2 separate regions of the Mus musculus genome follow, and region 1 is linked to region 2. The links are chromatin contacts, called in public promoter capture Hi-C maps. All regions are on one chromosome and are shown on one strand. The core of a region is the stretch at or near the end of the contact, and the rest is flanking DNA. Distances in the headings are between cores, read along the strand shown. Region 1 overlaps Stab2 (stabilin 2). Region 2 overlaps Nt5dc3 (5'-nucleotidase domain containing 3).

Region 1 (2,700 bases), core at 128-2,627, 97 kb after region 2:
TCAGACATACCAGCAACCAAAATTCTATTCACACAAGAATCTAGAAGAGACAAGAAGGCTCTCTGATGTCGCAGAAGGCAGACGAGGGTTTCTGAGCAGGAACAGGGATTAGTAGGGTAAATGTGAGCTGGTTCAAATGGGGATTTTTGACTGAAATATGCTGGGTTTTGATGGAATGGGTGGGTGCAGGGGTTTGTGTTTGTTGTATGCCATGAGCCTATGCACTGATTCAAAATGGATCAGTTAGTGCTTATAAATTGTAGCTCATAAATATTTATTGAACAAAATGGAAAAAAAAAAACAACCTAAATGGTCCTAGAGAACTTCTTGGGTTCTTTCACTTATTATTTTTTTTTAATGCATGCAGCCTGGTGGAACTTAGAGCACCCAGTCTTCTGTGGTTTTCCCACAGCAGAGGAGGTGCGATGGCTCTAAGCCCCGTCCTTCCACCTCATGGGCAGTGTAGAGATGGGCAGAGGCTCTCCTGGGCTTCCCATGTCTCTACCACACACGGTCTCAGCACAGACAGCAGCCTTCTCTACTGCTGACTCCCATCCGAACTTTAGTGGTTTGTTCCAGAAGGGAGGACTACAAATAAGTAAGACTTTTCCAGTCAGTGCCAACACAAGGGGGAGAGTTCTCTGAGTCAGTTCTCCACATTTGTGTCTTTTTGTTTTCCTCAGATCTACCAGTAGCCAACAGTTCATCAGAGGGAGGAGCCCACAGAGCTCCTCCCCAGTCCACAGTTGACTGAGTACAGGCTCAGTCCTGGGCAGGCCCAGAGCAGGCAGCTGAAGCTGAGACCAGAGTTGCAATGGTCATGTCACATGCAGAAGAGGATATTTCCAGACCCTTTTCCCTACCTTCTGGCTCTTACATTCTTTCTGGTTCCTGTTCCTCTGTGTTCCCTAAGCCTTAGAGGGTGGCTACAAATGTGCAGTTTAGGGTTGAGCACTCCTCTGTCACTAGTTCTCAGCATCCTCAACATCCATGAATCTGTAGTCAGCTTCATTGCAAAGAGAAGTGATTAAGGCTGAGAACAGCATTTGTCCTGGTGCCAGGCAACTGAAAGATTGCTGAGTTTCTTCTTTTCTAGTGATGAGTATGTTTATGTACCCTGAGAGTAATACCTCACACTTCTTAGCACTTTATAGGCATAATCTGCATCACATACAACTCCCCAGTGTAAATCATTCTCTTATCACCCACAGAGTACATGGTGAGAGGCACGGTCAAGCAATATCCCTGAAGTATCACAGATTGCAAGTATTTAAATTCAGACTCAGGGTCTAATGATGAGGCCAGGGCCTGCCCTCTGCCCTCTGCCCTCTGCCCTCTGCCCTAGTGTGCTGCTGTATTCAGAGAGGCTAGTTTGCTCTAATAGCCCTCTGCAAGGGAGGTGGTTCATGCTTTCTTTACAAGTGAGCCAAGGGGTTCAGGATAGTTAAACACCCCTGCAAGGCCACAAATCTGGACCTTGGAAGAACCAGGGCTCAATCCCAGTGACTCAGCCATACCCTTGGCCAATCATCTACAGCTTTTAAAGCCAGGAGGTGACGCTAGTTGCTCTCAAGGTTGTGTAGTACTGCTCAAAAGCAGCGTAGTTTTGTGTAAAAACAAAAAACAAAAAACAAAAAAACAAAAAAACAACAACAACAACAAAAAAAAAACAGATGCAATTGCCTGCCCATCCTGAACAAACCAACATGCCCCAGCCATGAAGAGCTGGCATCCTTGTCCCTGGCCACCATTAGTTGGTCAGCTTCATGTGAGTCAGCACCAGTGGCTGGCACCAGCTCCTGCGGCCCAGTCAGATCTCTCAGCCCACACAAGGCCCTAGCAGATCCCCGCTCCACCTGCCTGTGCAGACCGTTCCGTTCCCTTGGAATCCTGCCGCACATTTGCACGAGGCTTTGCCATCTGGATCGAGAAGGCAGCTGCAGTGGGGAAGGGCAAACGGCATTTTCAGAGAAACACGATGTTCTACGTATGACTTACTCCCTTTCAGCCCAGCATCCAGCCCCCAACCAACGAAGCAATCGAGGCTCTGCTTACTGTCTGAGGGGACGGTCGCTTCCTGCCATGATCCCACCACAGCCAGTGAAAATCACATCCAATCCAGCCAAACCTCACAGCATGCATAGAAGGAGCAGTCACTCATCTTTACAACGCTACCCATGAGCTTTGCTGAGATTTGGGCTTATTCATGTCATCCACAGGGTGTGGTGAGACAACGGCCCCTGAGGGTCAGTGCAATTATTATTCCCATTTATAAATGAAGAAACTGAGACTAGGAAGAAGGAAAGAAGTGACACCAGGTCACATGATGGCTGAGAGTGCAGGAGGATGACCATGGGTTCAGGTCTAACCCCAGCTACTAGGTGTTTCATTAGTTTACAGGAGGATGTGCCCTATGGCAGTTAGGGACCAGAAGCTACATTAGGCTCAGCTAGGGACTGGAGGCAAGATTTACTGAAGCCAGTGCCCCCTCTGTGTAAGAAACCCTGTGGTATGGGCTAGGGTGACCACTGGCACTCTTGTCATAGCTAGGTAAGTCACTGGCTGCTTGTTGACCATGCTGATCTGGCTAACTGATGGTAGTTTCTTCAGAGATCTTCAGTTTCTACTTCAAATCTATCCTATATTCTCTTAAAAGGTATCAGGAAAACACTTCCTCCAGCATAGGAGTGAGAAATACTG
Region 2 (2,700 bases), core at 200-2,699:
AAAGACAGTGATCTTCCTGGTGCTGATGGCCGGCTACCTTCCAGAAAGTTTGCAAAATGCTCTTTTCTGTTCTGAAACTGCCCGGAGGAAAGTGCAAAGCCCCAGCCCCGCCCCAGCCCTAGCCCCAGTTTTTCACTCTATCCTTACCAAAAGCAGACAGCACTAGCAACAAGAACGCCCTAGATGCAGACAGGAGGAAAATGGCGTCTTATTTTGATCTCTTTGCCAAGGATCGCTTGCTTCCCATAGAAAACTGTGTATATGAAATCAGCACAGATCAGTGTGTGGTGTCCAAACGGCTTTATTTACTTTTTAAAAAAAAGATTTAATTAATTAATTAATTAATTAATTAATGTATGTGAGCCCCATTACAGATGGTTATGAGCCACCATGTGGTTGCTGGGAATTGAACTCAGGACTTCTGGAAGAACAGTCAGTGCTCTTAACTGCTGAACCATCTCCCCAGCCCCCCCACCCCCTTCTTTTTAACACTCAGGGTGGTTGAACATTTGTTAATTAGCATTTAATTTCCTTTTCATAGACTTTAAAATTTATTAAGGATATTTTTGTTTTTGAATTTTTTTTTTTTGTCTAATATGCCCCTACTTTGTAAATCTGCCAATACTTTCCTTTTCAACATATTGTTTGGATTTTTAAAAATTTGTTATTCAGAAAGTTATGTTCTAGTCATAATTTTTTTATGTCTTTTTAATATTTAATTTTTTTTAAAAACTCTGTTTTACATGGTGTATGTTGTATGAGAAAACCTTCCTCGAGATTCTTCCATGAAGCATACATGGAAAGGCAGACTTTGTTTGACACAGGCTCAGCAGTGTGTGGTGGAGACACAGACCGTAGACCACGTGTCCCATTGAAGTAGGTATGAAGGACAGCTTTAAGAGGTTGGGGAATACCTTTAATGCAGAGCAAAAAAATAGACTTTCATGCAGACAGACTTTCAGGCAGCTGAAATGTCCTTGAAAAGCAATTAAAAAACGTAAGGTGACTTACGTTTGAAGGTCAAAAAAGAAGTGTTTTTGAAAGAAGCTGAGTTCCAGTGCTTGCCTATGGGCACGAAGCCCTGGGCGGGTTGGATTCCTGGCACCACAGAAATAAAATCAATCAAGAGAAGCCATTTTATAGGCTCGTGCTATTGGAATGTCAGAGGTGCTTGCTCTAAGCATGTCGCGGTCCAGGCATCGAGGAGCTGTCCCTGAGCTGTCCCTCCTGCTTCCCACCTTGCTCTTGCCAGCCTTCCGGCAAGAATCCCTTTTCCCTCCAGAATTATCTTCTCTAGGCCCAAAGTTGGAAGGAAAAAATTGGTTCTTCCTTGAAATTACCAAATAGGCCCAGAAATGTACCCAGCAGGACCCATAGGCAGGGGATACTCTGTGCCTGCCCCAGACACCTCACGGTGTTGGGCTGGCATTGGGCACTTGCCCCTGGAGTCAGGAAGGGAATCACACTGAGGCCTCATGGGCCCACACCACTCAGTGGGACAAGTTCCTCACAGTGCTGGCAGTGGAAGAATGGGAGGCCCTGATCAGCTGTTCTTCCAGATGGCTCTACTCAAAAGTTCAGTTTTCATTTATGCCAAGGTCAGGCCACCTCCCTGGGGTGGATTGGCCTTCCCGGCTTCTTTATCTTGAGGCTTCTCTGTCACATCTGTGCTGCCTTCAAAGTGATGGGTGCCACTTGTAGTTTCTCAGGGCCTGCTGAGCAAAGCTGGCTGGAACCAGGAATGGGAGGGGGAAGGGAGGAGACTAGTAGTCCTCCCTCACCCCACCCTAGCCCTGTGCTTGGAAAGAGAGGCACAGGTCTGAGATGTGGAAACCACACTGGCTGAGCACGAAGAGCTGGAGTCCACAAACATTGCTTGCTTATCCCTTGCAGCCGTGGGACCCTCTTGTCAAACTCACCTTTCTGTCTGGTTTCTGGAATAATGGCAAGAGACTTCCTGATAGAAAGAGACTTCTCTCCCTCTCTCTCTCTCTCTCTCTCTCTCTCGTTACATGAACTTGTTTGGGTACAAGACATGTATGCATGTGCTTGTATGCAGAGGTCAGAGGTCAACATTCAGTGTCTTCCTTGATCTAGATCTACCTTACCTTAAGTTTTGAGATAGGGTCTCTCACTGAACCTGAGACACCTCAGGTAGACTAGTCATGGGTTTCAGGGATCCCCCCTCTCTCTGCATATAGTGCTGAGATTTCAAACACCCATACACCTGCACCAGCTTTTCACATGAGTGCTGGCCTCAGTCTTCCTGCTCTGAGACGTCTCCATAGTACCCGCTTTGTTAACTCTTAGCGACTCTCCAGACTGCCTGCCCAATAGCTGAATGACAGTCACCTTGCCTTTGAATATGTGAGGAAATCCCTTGACCGTGGATTTCTATTTGGTGCTCTCCCCACATTTGCTCTGTGACTGACACTGGTAACCCTGCCTGACTGGAGGCTTTTTATTAATGGAGAGTTACTTAGCAAATACGAATACATAGAGGAACAAGCAAGGTTGACCAAAGTTGTACTTTTCGAGCTCAGATCTTCATGCACTTTAGAGGGAAGATACCAGACTCAACCTAAATTTTGCCTCTGTTCATTTTCTTTTCCTGTCGGTGGTAAAAATAGAATTGAGTCAATGAATGATATTCTGAGGGGAATCTTAAAAAAGCAAATCAGAAGAATGTACAGCTGCTGA

The links. Capture Hi-C pulls out chosen DNA fragments and counts their contacts.
Region 1: a contact with region 2 is called in a promoter capture Hi-C map of liver. The contact joins two enhancer-like sites. A contact is called at or near these places in 2 of 39 promoter capture datasets (hippocampal neurons and liver), 3 of 484 Hi-C or Micro-C datasets (cortical neurons, forebrain and liver), 1 of 115 datasets of contacts at active chromatin or transcription factors (bone marrow-derived macrophages) and 2 of 9 other capture datasets (adipose tissue and liver).

Annotation. Positions count from the first base shown.
Region 1 is chr10:86,888,869-86,891,568 of GRCm38.p6, forward strand. Stab2 (stabilin 2) reads right to left here. Exons shown (of 69, transcript NM_138673.3): 41 at 1,861-1,937. Among named protein-coding and RNA genes, the nearest start is that of Gm16271, 82 kb to the right of the region's middle. Within about 2 kb of position 1,378, at least 33 of the 459 cell types and tissues checked have an H3K27ac peak or open chromatin away from gene starts, as enhancers often do. A contact at or near this core is called in cortical neurons, hippocampal neurons and liver, where this site is marked.
Region 2 is chr10:86,792,117-86,794,816 of GRCm38.p6, forward strand. All of the region lies in intron 1 of Nt5dc3 (5'-nucleotidase domain containing 3), which reads left to right. Among named protein-coding and RNA genes, the nearest start is that of Nt5dc3, 14 kb to the left of the region's middle. Within about 2 kb of position 1,450, at least 39 of the 459 cell types and tissues checked have an H3K27ac peak or open chromatin away from gene starts, as enhancers often do. A contact at or near this core is called in cortical neurons, hippocampal neurons and liver, where this site is marked.